5 separate regions of the Mus musculus genome follow, and all the other regions are linked to region 3. Evidence: chromatin contacts called from public HiCAR-type and HiChIP or PLAC-seq data. All regions are on one chromosome and are shown on one strand. Each heading gives the region's core, a stretch centred on a gene start, on an enhancer-like site or on the middle of the called end of the contact. The rest is flanking DNA. Distances are from core to core; before and after follow the strand shown. Region 1 overlaps Grm4 (glutamate receptor, metabotropic 4). Region 2 has its middle 9.5 kb from the start of AI413582. Region 3 holds the start of Lemd2 (LEM domain containing 2). Region 4 holds the start of Pacsin1 (protein kinase C and casein kinase substrate in neurons 1). Region 5 overlaps Grm4 (glutamate receptor, metabotropic 4).

Region 1 (2,700 bases), core at 189-2,688, 280 kb after region 3:
TTGCTTGGTTTTGTTTTGTTTTTCAAGACAGGGTTTCTCTGTGTAGCCCTGGGTGTCCTGGAACTCACTCTGTAGACCAGGCTGGCCTCAGCCTCCCGAGTGCTATATTAAAGGTGTGTGCCACCTTGCCTGGTTCGTGGCTTGAGTTTTTGAAATCTCAAAGCCCACCTCCAGTAGAAAGCATCCTCCAAGAAGACCACACCTACGAGTGGGGCCAGAGTGATCAGAGCAGAGCAAGTGGGAGAAGGAAGGGACGGGGGGGGGGGGGTCACACCTCCTAATCCTTCTCAAACAGTTTTCAAGTATTCTCAAACCAAGTATTCAAATCCATGAGCCCTTGGGAAACCGTTCACATTCAAACCACCACAGCAACACACTGAGGGAATGACTGGGCAAGAGTCCACGCCATTGACACAACTTTAATCCTAGCACTTGGGAGGCAGAGAGAGGTGGGTTTCTGTGAGTCCAGCCTGGTCTACGTAGTGAGTTCCCGGAAAGCCTGGGCTACACAGAGACACCCTGTCTGGGATCTGGGTGCTCACATCGTGGGTATCAGGCCATATCTCCCTTGCAGCTCACAGCAAGGCAGTCCATCAGAATAATTAATTTGGAGTATTCTCACGTGCATGACCTCTGACCCCATCTCTTCCCACACCACCTTGGCCCCCAGCAGCTCCTGTCATGCCAGCCTCCCTCCATACCTTGGGTCCTGTGGGCACATCGTACCTCAGGACCTCGCAGTGGTCCTCCCTGCTGCAGGATATCCTCCGCACAGCAGTGCACATGATCTGCCCTATTCGCCCTCATTTACAGCATAGGCAGCCTGCCAGGGAGGCCTCACTCTGCCCGGTACCCAGCCAGGGCAGTAAATGGGCCACCTATGATAATACCCACAAAAGGGCAATACTGACTCCCCCACCTCCCATGATGCCTCTGGCCTGCAGGGCTCTGCCAGACCTTTGTTTCTCTGATCCCACGGTGACACTCTGTCTAACACTCCTGCCTCCACTCTGGCTGCTCAGCCTCCTATCAATACAGGAAACTTGCGCTTGGATTAATTTCCTGTTCTGAATTGTTTTCCTGGATGGAATCGGCAGCACCGCAACGGGCCCTGGGCAGATATGCCCCTGGAAGGCGCGTGCTCAGTCCCTGCTTGCCCTTTTAAGCGGTGCATATTTTCATAGGAACCCAGCACACACCCCTACTGTGAGGCTTGGGAGCTGGAGAAGAATGGGGTGTGGAGGATGGGGTGCGGAGGGAGGAGAGAGCCCAGCTTTCCTGGCATCGGCTGACAAAAGAGCCGCACCAGTGCGTTGGAGGAAGGGCTTGAAGACAGATAAGGCTGTTCGAGCTGGCGGGCGGGCGCCAGCCCTGGGCCGAGAGCAAACAAGATCCTCAAATCAGCACTTGCCCTACTTCATAAGCAAAATGTAGATCAATCAACTACACTCAGGGTAGCAGGTTTGCTCGCTGACTGTGCCCCTCGTCCGTGTCAATCTTAGGGGAGGTGGGTGGCGGCTGAGGCCTGGAGGGGAGGGCCGGAGCCAAGCTCGCACACCCAGGACCACAGACAGCCCTTGTGCTCGCTACAAGGAGAGCTAGAACCAAGCTCCCAGAGATGAGATGCAGGTAATAGAGCCTCAGTCTCTTTGTCTGCAAAGTGGGCATTGTGATGAGAATTGAGTCTTTGTCGAAGTCGTAGTGAGGCCATGGTGAGGGGCATCCAAGAGGATGGGTAGGAAGGAAGCTGGGGAAAGAGGCAGAGGACCTAGGTGCCTAAAGCCATTATCCTGTCCAGGGTGTGGATGGCCAAATGTGGGACCTCTCTGCTCTCTTGCTTCAATCCCCATAAACTAAAGAAAGAAGGCTTTGCCCAGGTTAGAGACATGGAAGGGCTTATCCAGGTCACCAGGTCATACTAGACCAGCCCAGGTGGCCTCAGGACCCCAGGGCCTGAGCTAGGAGCTAAACAGGAAAGATAACAGGAAAGCATGGAGGGGGGCCCGTACACATCAGGCCCGGCAGCCCTGTCAACAGGTGAGCAACGGAGGGTGTTCGTGGTGACTCATCTCAGCATTTGTGACACACTAAGAATCAACTCTGTGCTACACACACACACACACACACACACACACACACACACACAGACCATCTTGTCAGTCCTCACACACAACAGCACCACTGTTAACTCTCTTTTTCAGATGAGGAAACAGATCCAGAGTTCAAACAGCAAATTGTAAGGCAGGATTTGAACCCATGTCTGAGGGCTTTGCCTGAGTGTTCTCAACCCACAGCCCCCAGCCCCTCACCCACCCGGTGTCTGGGCCCAGGAGACAGTGTAAATAAGGGTCAGGATTGCTCTTGCTGCTTCCCCACCCCCACACCCCCACCTCCCACCCCACCCCGTGCCCTGCACCCCTGAGCAGTCAACTTTCCACCTGCACCTCCCGTTTAGTGAGAATTTAATGAGCTGCCTGGCTCTCATCAAGAACAGAGGGAGGGGGCTCTACAGCAAGCAGGATCTCATGAAAACCTGTCCCAAACCTGATGACCCTCCAGGAGCTTCAGGAGTTAGGGCAGGGCCAGGAGGATCTTCAATGCCCAAAGCGGTTATTATTATGCAGGTGCCCTAAGGTCCTCTTAGCTGCCGAGCACAAGTGGTGGGGGCGTGGCTAGCCTTCAAGGAAATGAGCCACTCTG
Region 2 (2,700 bases), core at 51-2,550, 370 kb after region 3:
ACGAGGCAGCTGCTCTTGAAGACTGAGCCTGTAGAAGCCATATCTGTGAGGCCATGTCGACTAGGGAGAGGGGCTATGGGTGGATGGGAATAAAAGCCTTAATAAACAGCCTGCTGTGACCAGATAACACACCCATCCCTTAGCACAGACTGGTCTGGTTTCCTGACCCGCTGAGTGGAAGAGAGGCTTCCAGGACAGAAGACCTTCTGCCGAGGACCTTGTGCAGAAGGGAATATGTGTGCCCAACGGATGCTGACATCAGCTGGGTGATGATAAAGGTCAGCTCAGGTCACCTCGCTGGTGGAGCTACCACTGCCTCATGGCAGAAGGGTAATCCCTGAATAGTACTGACCGACTCCACCGTGGGATGGCTGCTTGTCACATCAGATGCCCTGCTCCCAAGTTCAGATCCCATGTGCTCCCGATGTCAGCACTGGGGTCTCCCTCACAACCCATCTTGTTTTTCAATTTATTTTTGAGATTACATCATTTTCTCTTCCCTTTCTTCCTCCCTCCCATGCACAACCCCCCCCCCCCTTTTTTTTTTTTCGAGACAGGGTTTCTCTGTGTAGCCCTGACTGTCCTGGAACTCACTTTGTAGACCAGGCTGGCCTTGAACTCAGAAATCTGCCTGCCTCTGCCTCCCGAGTGCTGGGATTAAAGGCGTGCGCCACCACGCCCGGCTCCAAATACTGATTTTTTTATGGTTGGTCCTTCCCGCACCGCTGGAGCCAGCTTGGCAGGAGGAGGGTGGGGAGCACGGAGCAAGGGCATCACTCACAAGGGTGAGCATTTGCTTTTGCAGAGGGGGCCGTTGAGAAGTGCTCTGCCAGACTCCTACTTGTGGGGCCGAGTGATGGCATGTGCCACGTGCAGAACTCTTCTCTGTCCCCCACACCCAGCCCAGCCCAGGGACAAGGTGTGGAAGAACCCGAGGATACTGCATGGAAGGCAAAGGGGAAAACTCAGCTTCCTTCTGCTTTCTCAGGACAGATTCCATTTCTTGCAGAGCCAGAGAGGACTGCCAAGGCCTCCCCAGCAGGGCTCCGGGAAGGGGGCCAGGCTGGGCTGGCTGCAAGAGCGAGTGAGAGGAAACGATGGACTTTCCAAGAAGTGACAGGGTGACAGGCAAGGCTGTTCCTCTCCTAGCCAGGGTGGAGGGGTGGGGGAGTGGGGGGGGGGGAGAAGGCGGGGAGCTTTAAGGGCCACAACAACCCTTCCTTCCCTCCAGGGGCCACTCCCAGCTCACTTGGCATTACTTATGTGTCTCCTTCGGTGACTGTGTGGCTTATCAGTTATCTCTGTGTCCCATGTGAAGCCCCAGGTACCTGGCCTGAGTCTCTGTCTCAGACTAAACTTGACCATTTAGCCTTAGCTAAAAGGTCTAAAGGGGCAGGAAAGATAAACATAGAGGCTACTTTGCTCCCATGAGGTGAGCCCCAGCCACTGTAACCTTTCTGCTACAGAGGGGAGCAGGGTTGTAACTAGGGCCCTCAGACCCCATACCCACATGGGATGAAGGCAAGACCTCCAAGCTAGGCAACTAGACTCAAGATGCTCCTGCCCAGCCGGCCTCAGCGATGGGAGCCATCTGTGCTACAATCTTACTTTTAAACACCAACCTTTCCTTTGATTATGACCAGCTGCAAGTGTTCTGGCCATAAAAGCCGGAGCCAAGGCTCACAGAACCATTCCACGGGCTGTTTAGTTTACAACAAACCGAACCAATTAATTCTGTCGTTTGCAGTGCCACACTGCACAGCACACCCTAGCCTGTCAGCTGACGGCTGTGGGCCTCGAGTCCATTCTCCCCTCCCTTTTGCTCTCTGAGAAAGGCCTCCTCGTCCCATCTGCACTGCAAGGTTTTCCCAAGCTTGGCCTGGCTCTCCAAAATAGCCCCATCGTCCCCTGAGAAAGTCCAATCTCTTCAACCGTAGGCAGGCGAGGAGCAACCAGCATGAGATGTCTCTCCTTAGTGGCCTAAGGTAAAATGGTGTCCTAAGAGGATCCACTTGACCCCACAGCCAGGAGTTGGAAGGCCCAACCAACCACCAGACCGAGGCACCTCATTCTTTTCCCTATGAAGTTAGAAAGACTTCTCTAAAGCCAGGCAGGGTGGTGCACGCATGTCTTTAATTCCCAGCGCTTGGGAGTCGGAGGCAGGTGAATCGCAGGTGAGGCCAGCCTGGTTCATCTACAGAGCAAGTTCCAGGACAGAAAAACTGCAATAAACAGAATAAAGGTTCTCTCCAGCATTGTCTAATAAGAAGTGAGATAAGAGTCAGGGCTCACAACTGGTTCTTTGTAAGTGACGAAAAACCTGGATTGAGCAAACAACTGGTCACTAGGGAAGGGAAAGGCGATGATAACGTCACCTTCTAGAGAGCCCCTCCCCAGGACTTCCTCCTCCCTAGTGGAGGCCCTCTGGCCAGTGAGAGGATAGTCTCCTCACTGGGCTCTCGTCCTTAGGGCATATGCCAAATTCTAAGGCTCGGTAACATGCCCCGAACCATTGTACAGGGAACTTTGGGGACAGGAGTGACTCTTAAGCTTCCCGTCACATAGCCATACCCACAGGACTACTGGACTTCACTCAGGTGTGGCCCAAATGCCACAAATGAATAGAGGTCAGGCGGACGCACCAGCCTATACTGTGGGGAAGAGGCATCCCGAGTCGGGCAAGAAGCTTGTGGGCTCGTG
Region 3 (2,700 bases), core at 118-2,617:
CTTCTTTTGAGTAATAGGCAAAAAAAAAAAAAAAAAAAAAAAAAAAGACATCAGTCCTCAGCTATTCGGGAGGCTCGCTCTCTTGCACCCCTCAAGGGGTGCGGAGTCACGTAACTGAGTGTGGGCAAAGACGTCTAGGAAGTCGCCTGACTCACAGGCTCTCTCCCAACACAGCCTGCGGGGGGGGGGGGGGGAGGCTGTGCCTCACATGCACCCCTGTGGTACCAGCTTCGGCTTAGAACAACTCTCCCACACCTGAGCCACAGGCAGGGTCAGACTCCTTTTGACAAATGAAGGCCCGGTGGTGCCAGTTTTGCTGCTACAAAGCTGAGACCACGGCAGGCATTCCCCGAAGGCAGGGAAGACAAGAGGGGCAGGGGTGGGCTGACTGTCAAGAGTGTGCGTGTGGCTTTCCCTTGGAAGGACCTGGCTGTGGCTGAAAGGGAGACTCTAGAAAGACGGGGAAACAGAAAAGAGCAGAAAGTGGAGGCAGAAAGTGAGGGTCTGCAGTCGGTCGCGGCTCACAAGCCGGTCTGGGTGGGCGAACCCCGTGCCCCGGGCCCTCCCCTGCGCCGGCCCGGGACGTACTGTTGTCCTCCGCCTCCTGCGGCGCCGAGGGCTTGCCCATCTTCACCCACAGGATGGCCAAGAAGCCGAGCAGCAGCCCCAGGCTGGCCCAGAGCAGGAGCCGAGACAGGCAGCGCTCCAGCCACCGGCCCACCTCGGGTCGGGTCCGCCCGGCGCCCGCCGAGCCGGTGCGCGAGCCCTTCAGGCCGGGGCGAGCGTCGGCGCCGAGGAGCGCCGAGTGCGGCCGCGCAGAGGCCGACGGCGGGGCCCACCAGTGGCGGCCCCGGCCCGGGGCGTGCCTGTCCGGCGTTCGTGTATCCTCGTCATCCTCCGAGCTGCCCCGGACCGAGGCGCGGCGTCGCAGCGGCCCGGGCCCGGCGTGGGGCGGGTAGGAGAGGCCGCGGCTCGCGGCCCAGGGAGAGGCGGAGGCCCCGAAGTTGCCGTACGGCCCCGAGGCGTCGGAGGCCGCGCTAGGCGCCGGCGGGGAAGGCGACAGCGGCCAGGGCTCCGAGCGCAGGACGCTGGCGGCGGGCCGCGCGCGCAGCGGCGCTTCCTCGCGTAGCCGGGCCTCCTCCCGCTGCCGCTCGGGGCCCCGCGGCCCGGCGTCCTCCCGCGGCCCGGCGTCCTCCCGCAGCCGCTCGTCGTCGCGCAGCCGGGCCTCGCCCCGCAGGCGGCGCAGCTTGTTGCGGTAGACGTTCCGCGTGGTGTCGGTGATGGGGCCTGGCTGGAAGCCCAGGGCCTGCAGCTCTCGCCGCAACTCCAGGTCCGACAGGCCGGCCATGGCCAGGACACCGCCCCCTCGCCCGCCCCCGGCGCGCACCGCACCCGGAACTGCTCCCGCCGGCAGCCGCGGCGGAGCGGGCGGGGCCGCGCGCCATGATGGGAAGGGCGACCACGGACGCCATATTGGGAAGGGCGGCGCATGGAGGCTATGTCCGCCATGATGAAAGGCGTCTGTGTCGGCCTGGCGCCGCCATGTTGGTGAGGTCAAAGGGTTGGTTTGGTTACTGTTTTGTTTTGTTTTACTTGTGTGTGCAGGTGCTTTCATCTCTTCCCCCCGCCCTCTAGCTTATCTTTATCTGTCAGACCTAGCAGTGTTTATCCTAACGCAGCGTTAGCACGTGGTAAACGTTCAATGGAATGTTGATTTACTTAATGGATGAGCTCAATGGTGTAAGAAAACCACCGCCATTAATAGAGATCCGGCCCACTTGCCAGTCTCCGGATGGGCGTCGAGGCTGTGTGTCGGATTTGGGTGGTGGAGTAACCGCCCGGCATGCTCTCCAAGACCTTATCTTGACTGCTGCTTCAGGCCAGCTTCAGGCATGCACTTGGTCGACACTGAAACTTCAGGAGTGTGCACCCTTGGGACTGGAGAGATAGAAGACTCTGGGCGTAACAACACTTACAGAGGAGCTAGGGTTTGGACATCAGTGGCTGGTCACGTCATGGACAATTCCAATTCCAGAAGATCTGGTATCTTTCTCTTCCGGTCTCTGCTGGCATGGTATGAACCTGGTGCACATACAAGTGGGTAAAACACTCGCACATAAAATAAATATATTTTTTTAAGGTGCAACTCTGAGACAGATTGATCCTCTGTGGCCACGGGTGACCCAAAATGTCCTCATAGGTGGATCCCTATACTCTGAACTCTTAGGGGCAAATACCTATGCCCTAGGTTCCCGTAAATGTTGGAATTCTCTTGGGTGATGGGATCGGGAGACCCGTGTCTTACGGTTTAGGGGATGATCTGCAGAGTCTTGCAGTTTGATCTCCAATCTGCAACCATTTAGTGTGTGGTAATTTCCAATTAACATTTCTAGCCAGCTTCCCATAACTCCCTAGAGGGCTGCTATAAGGATTAGAAGAGACCTTCAGGACAGGGCCTGGAGCGCACTCCTCCCTTAGACAAATCTGTGCAGTGTTGGAGTTGGGAGCCTTGAGGGGGTGGGGGCAGTGATGTGGTTACCCTTACCCGTCCCCCCACCATCTAACAAACACAGTTCATGGCCTCACCCTCTCCCCTTGCTGTTCCTTCCACATCCTTCACCCATCACCTCCCTTTTCCTGGCAATATTGCAGCTCCAGCTTCCCAGCCCTCGAGATCTCCCTGCAGCTCTACCTGCCACC
Region 4 (2,700 bases), core at 84-2,583, 450 kb after region 3:
AACCCCACGTTTCAACCTTCCAAAGTCCCCTGAAGGCCTCTGATGACTCCGGGGCCTCTTCAGGAATCCTCCATGCATTCAGTGCCACACTGGGACTCCTGAGGAACCCGGTGTCCTGGGACAGCTTCGGGATTCTCAGCCTGTCCTGCATGCAGACGCTTGTATTGTTTAAGCCGATCTGATAAGCCCCTTCGTAAAGTAAGAGTCATCCATTCTATCCCTCGGTTCCCTGACTAATAATACTTGACTGTCTGGTCCTACCCTAGATGAGATGCTGCCTGGTGATGTCTTAGTGATGTCTTCTTCTATGCTCTAATAATATAGCTTGAGGACTAGAAAGATGGCTCAGCGGTTAAGAGCACTGACTGCTCTTCCGAAGGTCCTGAGTTCAAATCCCAGCAACCACATGATGGCTCACAACCATCATGCACCTATAACGGGATCTGATGCCTTCTTCTGGTGTATCTGAAGACAGCTACAGTGTACTTATACAAATAAATAAATCTTAAAAACAAAACAACAATATAGCTTGAAACTGTCCATGGAATTCTTAGCAAATGAACGAACACTGTATGCAGGCATTCCTCTGGGCTCCTGAACTGGTGAACTTCAGAGCTCACGGTTAGCCTCACCACCAGGGGTTCAGGAAGACTTCCTTCTTCGAACCCTGTGAACATCCAGGTCTCTCAAGGTAGGGAGGGGCAGAGGTGGGCAGTTTTCGCCTCCTGGTCTTCCTTCTCTGGTTTGTGTCACACTCTGGACACATTGAATGAATCCTCTGCTCTTCTGAGTCAGGCCCCACTCCCTGGGGCAACAGTCCGGCTCCTGGAAGCAGTTAGAATACAAGGCAGCAGCTGTGTGTCACCGTTTGGATCCCCAAGTCCCAGAGAACCTCCAAAAAGGCCTCCAGCTAGCTTTGCTGACAGCCAGCTGAGGTGAACTGGCCTGAGGATCCACACAGGCCTTCTTGGCAGAGCTGAGTGTGGGAGTGGGCCGTGGGATAGGGCAGAGGAGAGCATCCTTACTATTTGGCCAATCTTAAGTATCCTGTTCTCCATGAACCCGACACACACGGATAGGGAGGGGGTCATCACACCAGGGTTATACAGCAAACCCCTATCATGCGTGAACCCCCGCATGAGAAGCAGGTATTAGGAGCGCGCAGGAATCAAACACACCGAGCTGGGGAGCAGGCGGCCGGGCGGGCGCGGCCTCCGGGTACCGCGGTGCTGCCACCTGCGCAGCCACCGCGTCGCCATTGGCTCACGGAGAAGCCGCTCTAATCCGCGCCGCCTCCGCCCCCGCGCGGCGCTGCGCTCGGCGGAGTCTCTGACCTTCCTCCTTCCCGCAGCCCCAGAGAGACGCGCGGCGGTCGCGCCAGCCTTCTCCTCCTCCTTTTCCTCCTCCTCCCCCGGGAAGCCGGCCGGGCTTGAGGCTGGGCCGCCGCCGCCGCCCGCTTTGCCACCCGCCCCGCTGATGGTGTCCGGTGCTCCGGCGCCCAGGTAGGGGCTCTAGAGCGTGGAGAGAGCGCGGGTTTGGGGGTGGGGGTGGGGTAGTGTTGGGGGTTCGGGGAGTCCAGGGCTTCAGTGCGTGATGCAGATGCTCAGTATATGATGGCGTTGAATACAGCCGAGGGCAGGTATCTGGGGAGAGGTAGGCGCGCGCCCCCGGATGCTCTTGGCTTGACCCAGCCAGTGCCAGAATGACCCCTTGAGGATGCTAAGGGGGAGGCCTTTACCCTGGGGAAAGGGGAAGAAGCATGATCGTTGGGAAGCTGGGGCTGCCCCCCCCCCCCGGTGTTGTATGTTTTTCTGGGGCCAGCTGGGATGGGTGGGCCGATGCCAGCTTGGTGCGTATGTTATTTCTGGATCAGAGTGGGCTGGGGAGAAGCACAGGCGGCGATGTCTGGTTTAGATTACAGGTACTTCCTTCTTTGCTTCCGACCCCTCCCCCCACCAGCTGGGGGTGGGAGGTGGAAGGAAAGAGGAGGTGGCGATGCTGAGGGCCCCCGCAGATGCTGCAGAATCCTCTCTGCGCCAGCCACACCGCCTTCTCCCTCCACCAACCTCAGCCCATTTGGTCACGGTTGGGGCGCTCTCCCGGTTGTGTTCACCTTTGAGGAGGCTGTGGAAAGGTTAAAGGGTCATTAATGTGTCTGCGACACAGTGGCAAACCCCAGAGCTTGGCTAGACTCAGCTTCAAACCCCCGATTTTTAAGTTCCAGCCTTGCCCCCACCCCCACCTCCCCCAAGCACAGCTCTGCAGCCTGGGGGAACTTAAACATGAGGCACCTTCTTTTTCTAGGCACAACCAGAAATAGCCCATTGTCAGGGGCCCCAGCACAGCTGGGGTGCAGATTGCCAGTGGTCTGGGAAGCTCTGCCCGCAGCCTGGTTTTCTTATCAGATGTTTGCCCGTTACTCAGATCACTCTTTCTAAGCAGCTTCCTGACTCCCCAGGGGAGAGGTCACCTCTGGCCCCATGTTCTTGAACCCTGTCAACCCGGAGGTTACTTATGTCTGGCCTGTCCCCCTCTAGACCAAAGGGCCTTCAGGCTAAGAATCTGACTTGTCTCTGACATTGTCAGTGTCTGAGAAGGGCTCCTCACTGAAGAAATGTTTTCACTATGAACAAACGAACAAATGAACGAATGAATGAATGAATGAATGAATATGTAAACTTTGGGCAATAGCTACCAAGC
Region 5 (2,700 bases), core at 4-2,503, 300 kb after region 3:
ACTCTGGAGGGACCAGGATTAAACCTCAGGCCTGAGGTGCCCAGCGCTGTCATTGCCCCATGGCTGGCACAGCCACATCCTCCTCTCTCCTCAGCGACTCTAGACCCTCAGCAGGTGTGCTCCACACACTCTTACTCCCTCTCTTGCCAGGACAGGCCAGACTAAGGCAATAGAATTGTGATGAATCCCCAGAGCCTGGCATCTGCTCCCCAAAGATGGCCTGGGTTTCCATCCACTTTGCTCATTGTGTGATTGTGTGAGCTCGAAATTCCTCCTAGAAGAAGCCAGGAGACCTGACAGCTATAGCACACAGCTCTAGCCCCAACTGCACCCCAAAAGCACTCTCCAGGGGGGCGGTACCCCTGTAATCCCCTCAGAGGGAAGGAAAGCAGAAATCACAACAGCAGATCCCAGTCCCCCTGCCAAGAATTAGTCTCCATCAGGGCTGGGAGGCAGACCTGGGCGGGGGGGGGGGGGGGGCACCCCCACCCCACACTCCAGACATGGCTCTCCAGCTCCCCTTCTGCCCTCTCCAAGTTAACCTTCTTGCCTCCATAAATGGCTTTTGAGTTTCTGGTCCAATCTCTCATCTCATATTCTCTCTCTCTCTCTCTTTCTCTCTCTCTCTCTCTCTCTCTCTCTCTCTCTCTGTTTCATTAGTGAAGAAGTCCCTTGTCCCCAGCTTGAACCATTAATATCACTAAAAGGGACCCAAGGAACACAGACCACAGCCTTTTCTGCCCTCCCTACCCCTCCATCTTTCCAGACCATCAGTCACTGTAGCCTGCCTGCCTCACAACACACACCAATCCCTACCGTCCTAGGAGGCACAGACCCGGCAGCTGAGCCTCTTCACATCCAGCAGAGGGACAGAGGGACACAGGGACAGAAGGAAAGGATCCCCTGAGCCCTGGCTCCTATTGTGGCAACTGTGTCTGTCCTTGGGTAAAATATCACCAAAATCCTAGCCACTCCATCTCAGGGACTTGAGCCCCTTGTCCCCAGATATACACGTTCTTGTGAGTATGCTTTGAAGTCTAACATCGAGACAGGCCATTCTGTGGGCTCAACACTCAGAATGCCAGGGGGCCAGTGACACCCCCATCACCGGGGTTCTCCCCAATATGAAGTAGATGCCGGGAAGCCCCTGCATTCTAGAGTGTTAGGAGCAGAGTCTGACACCATGCAAGGCTTGCTCACCATGATCTAGAGGCTGGGCCAACGTCACTGGGAGCACACTGGAGTGGCCCAGGCTGCCTCCCTCCCAGGCCTGGCAGGGCCTGGGTGACTCAGCAGTCCCAACCATCTCTGAAGCAAGGCCTGGGACAGCCAGCCCTGGTTTTCCCATTGTCCCCTCCTCTCCATGGGTGGACCCAACCAGGCTGCTCATTCCAGTGCAGCACTCTGAGAGCCCACGAGAAGATCAGGATCACTGGGGGGCCCCCAGAGACCCCTTGAAATGTCCACTGTAGAGGCAGCTTCTCCTCAGAGGTCCCTGCTGCTCCTACACCCAAATCAAGTCAAGCTCAGGAGTCGGCCATCGCCGGGGCCACAGCAGGAGCACATGTGTGTGTGCACACAGGCGCGCGCGTGCACATACACACACACACACACATGTGTGCACACACTTATAAATGGCCACAGATGCTGGCAGGCCGCAGACACTTTGCAGTGGGGGTTACCTGAGACTCACCACGGCTCACTTCTACCTCGTCAGACAGGGACCTTTCTCTTTTTCATCCCCTCCTCAGAGGCACACACACCACACCACACCACCCCACCCCCAGTTCTGATGCATCCTCGGAGTTAGACAAATGAGCTCCAGGTGAGAGGGATCCGTTCCTCTCCTCCTACCCCTAGTGGCTCGGCTCAGACAGCCTCTTCCAGACCTCAGCAAGCTCTGGAGACCACAACAAGGGCACACACACACACACACACACACACACACACACACACACACACAGGTCAGAGTCAGAGGGAAGGAGGGAACCTGAGGCCTCTTCAGATCCCTTCTGCTCCCTCCCACTCCTTCCCCCCTACCCCCCCCCCTCAGACCACGTACAGAGCAAAAGAGGAAGGCTTGGGGGTGGGGGCAGCTGCTGCATAATTATTGGTAAAATGCTTGTAACGGTTTTTTTTTCTTCCCCTCTCCCTAGTAGCTTTCAGTTGTTTTAGCAGCTTAGCAAGCACTTGGCTCCAATTGAATTGCAAATCAGCAGCTCTTGCCCCGGGAAGAGAAGAAAGGGAGGTGGTGGAGGGGGCAGGGAGGGGCTAGGGAGGGAGAGGAGGAAGATGTAGAGGAGGAGGAGGGCAGAGGGCATAGGGGAGAAAACCAGGGAGGGAGGCCTGGAGTCTAGTTGAACCCCCTTCTCTCTTCGTCCTCCTGACCCACAACCCCGCCCCCATCTGAAAACCAGGACACTCCTCTCCAGCCCGAACCCGAGGGCGGGCTGCCAGGGCCACCAGGGGCTTCCTCGACTAACCAGGAGAAAACGCGTCTTTCTTGGGAATTGCAATTATTTGAAAACAATGTCAAAACAAAAGTCTTGCTTTTTCTCCCCGGCAATCTGTAACACCGTGGTTTCCATCCTATATTTTGTCTGTCTGCCCTTCCATCGACCCGCCTGTCTTCCGTCTGTCTGTCTGTCTGCCTTTCATTAATGTTCTTTCACAGACTTCCAGCCCTCCCCAGGGCCAGCG

What was found. HiCAR-type assays count read pairs that join an accessible place to other places. HiChIP or PLAC-seq counts read pairs in DNA pulled down with a chosen protein or histone mark.
Region 1: an H3K4me3 HiChIP or PLAC-seq map of forebrain shows a contact between it and region 3, with 4 times the contacts expected there. The contact joins the enhancer-like site here to the promoter of Lemd2 in region 3. A contact is called at or near these places in 8 of 39 promoter capture datasets (the 3T3-L1 cell line, 3T3-L1-derived adipocytes, the SN4741 cell line and 4 more), 1 of 484 Hi-C or Micro-C datasets (embryonic fibroblasts), 9 of 115 datasets of contacts at active chromatin or transcription factors (bone marrow-derived macrophages, craniofacial prominence, embryonic basal ganglia and 6 more) and 2 of 9 other capture datasets (adipose tissue and liver).
Region 2: a contact with region 3 is called in a HiCAR-type map of astrocytes, with 2.1 times the contacts expected there. The contact joins the enhancer-like site here to the promoter of Lemd2 in region 3. A contact is called at or near these places in 4 of 39 promoter capture datasets (the C10 cell line, erythroid cells, liver and 1 more), 1 of 15 datasets of contacts at CTCF or cohesin (the NIH/3T3 cell line), 4 of 115 datasets of contacts at active chromatin or transcription factors (astrocytes, bone marrow-derived macrophages, embryonic forebrain and 1 more) and 2 of 9 other capture datasets (adipose tissue and liver).
Region 4: a FOXA1 HiChIP or PLAC-seq map of pancreatic cancer cells shows a contact between it and region 3. The contact joins the promoter of Pacsin1 here to the promoter of Lemd2 in region 3. A contact is called at or near these places in 3 of 39 promoter capture datasets (liver, pre-B cells and stem cell-derived epiblast-like cells), 3 of 484 Hi-C or Micro-C datasets (CD4 T cells, the HL-1 cell line and cerebral cortex), 2 of 115 datasets of contacts at active chromatin or transcription factors (acute myeloid leukemia and pancreatic cancer cells) and 1 of 9 other capture datasets (liver).
Region 5: an H3K4me3 HiChIP or PLAC-seq map of embryonic forebrain shows a contact between it and region 3, with 7 times the contacts expected there. The contact joins the enhancer-like site here to the promoter of Lemd2 in region 3. A contact is called at or near these places in 4 of 39 promoter capture datasets (cranial neural crest, macrophages, neural stem cells and 1 more), 8 of 484 Hi-C or Micro-C datasets (the G1E-ER4 cell line, the Patski cell line, bone marrow-derived macrophages and 5 more), 23 of 115 datasets of contacts at active chromatin or transcription factors (T-cell acute lymphoblastic leukemia, VIP interneurons, bone marrow-derived macrophages and 13 more) and 4 of 9 other capture datasets (adipose tissue, liver, macrophages and 1 more).

The regions. Positions count from the first base shown.
Region 1 is chr17:27,479,378-27,482,077 of GRCm38.p6, forward strand. The region is part of intron 2 of Grm4 (glutamate receptor, metabotropic 4); the gene reads right to left. Among named protein-coding and RNA genes, the nearest start is that of Grm4, 33 kb to the right of the region's middle. Within about 2 kb of position 1,439, at least 46 of the 459 cell types and tissues checked have an H3K27ac peak or open chromatin away from gene starts, as enhancers often do. A contact at or near this core is called in forebrain and hippocampal neurons, where this site is marked.
Region 2 is chr17:27,573,876-27,576,575 of GRCm38.p6, forward strand. No RefSeq gene overlaps it. Among named protein-coding and RNA genes, the nearest start is that of AI413582, 9.5 kb to the left of the region's middle. Within about 2 kb of position 1,301, at least 48 of the 459 cell types and tissues checked have an H3K27ac peak or open chromatin away from gene starts, as enhancers often do. A contact at or near this core is called in astrocytes, where this site is marked.
Region 3 is chr17:27,203,071-27,205,770 of GRCm38.p6, forward strand. Lemd2 (LEM domain containing 2) reads right to left here and starts at 1,368. Exons shown (of 9, transcript NM_146075.2): 1 at 589-1,368. The coding sequence starts at 1,348. It overlaps Gm34736 (a long non-coding RNA gene), which reads left to right and starts at 1,799. Exons shown (of 4, transcript XR_385492.4): 1 at 1,799-2,097.
Region 4 is chr17:27,654,258-27,656,957 of GRCm38.p6, forward strand. Pacsin1 (protein kinase C and casein kinase substrate in neurons 1) reads left to right here and starts at 1,334. Exons shown (of 10, transcript NM_011861.3): 1 at 1,334-1,502.
Region 5 is chr17:27,499,743-27,502,442 of GRCm38.p6, forward strand. All of the region lies in intron 2 of Grm4 (glutamate receptor, metabotropic 4), which reads right to left. Among named protein-coding and RNA genes, the nearest start is that of Grm4, 12 kb to the right of the region's middle. Within about 2 kb of position 1,254, at least 15 of the 459 cell types and tissues checked have an H3K27ac peak or open chromatin away from gene starts, as enhancers often do. A contact at or near this core is called in embryonic forebrain and neural progenitor cells, where this site is marked.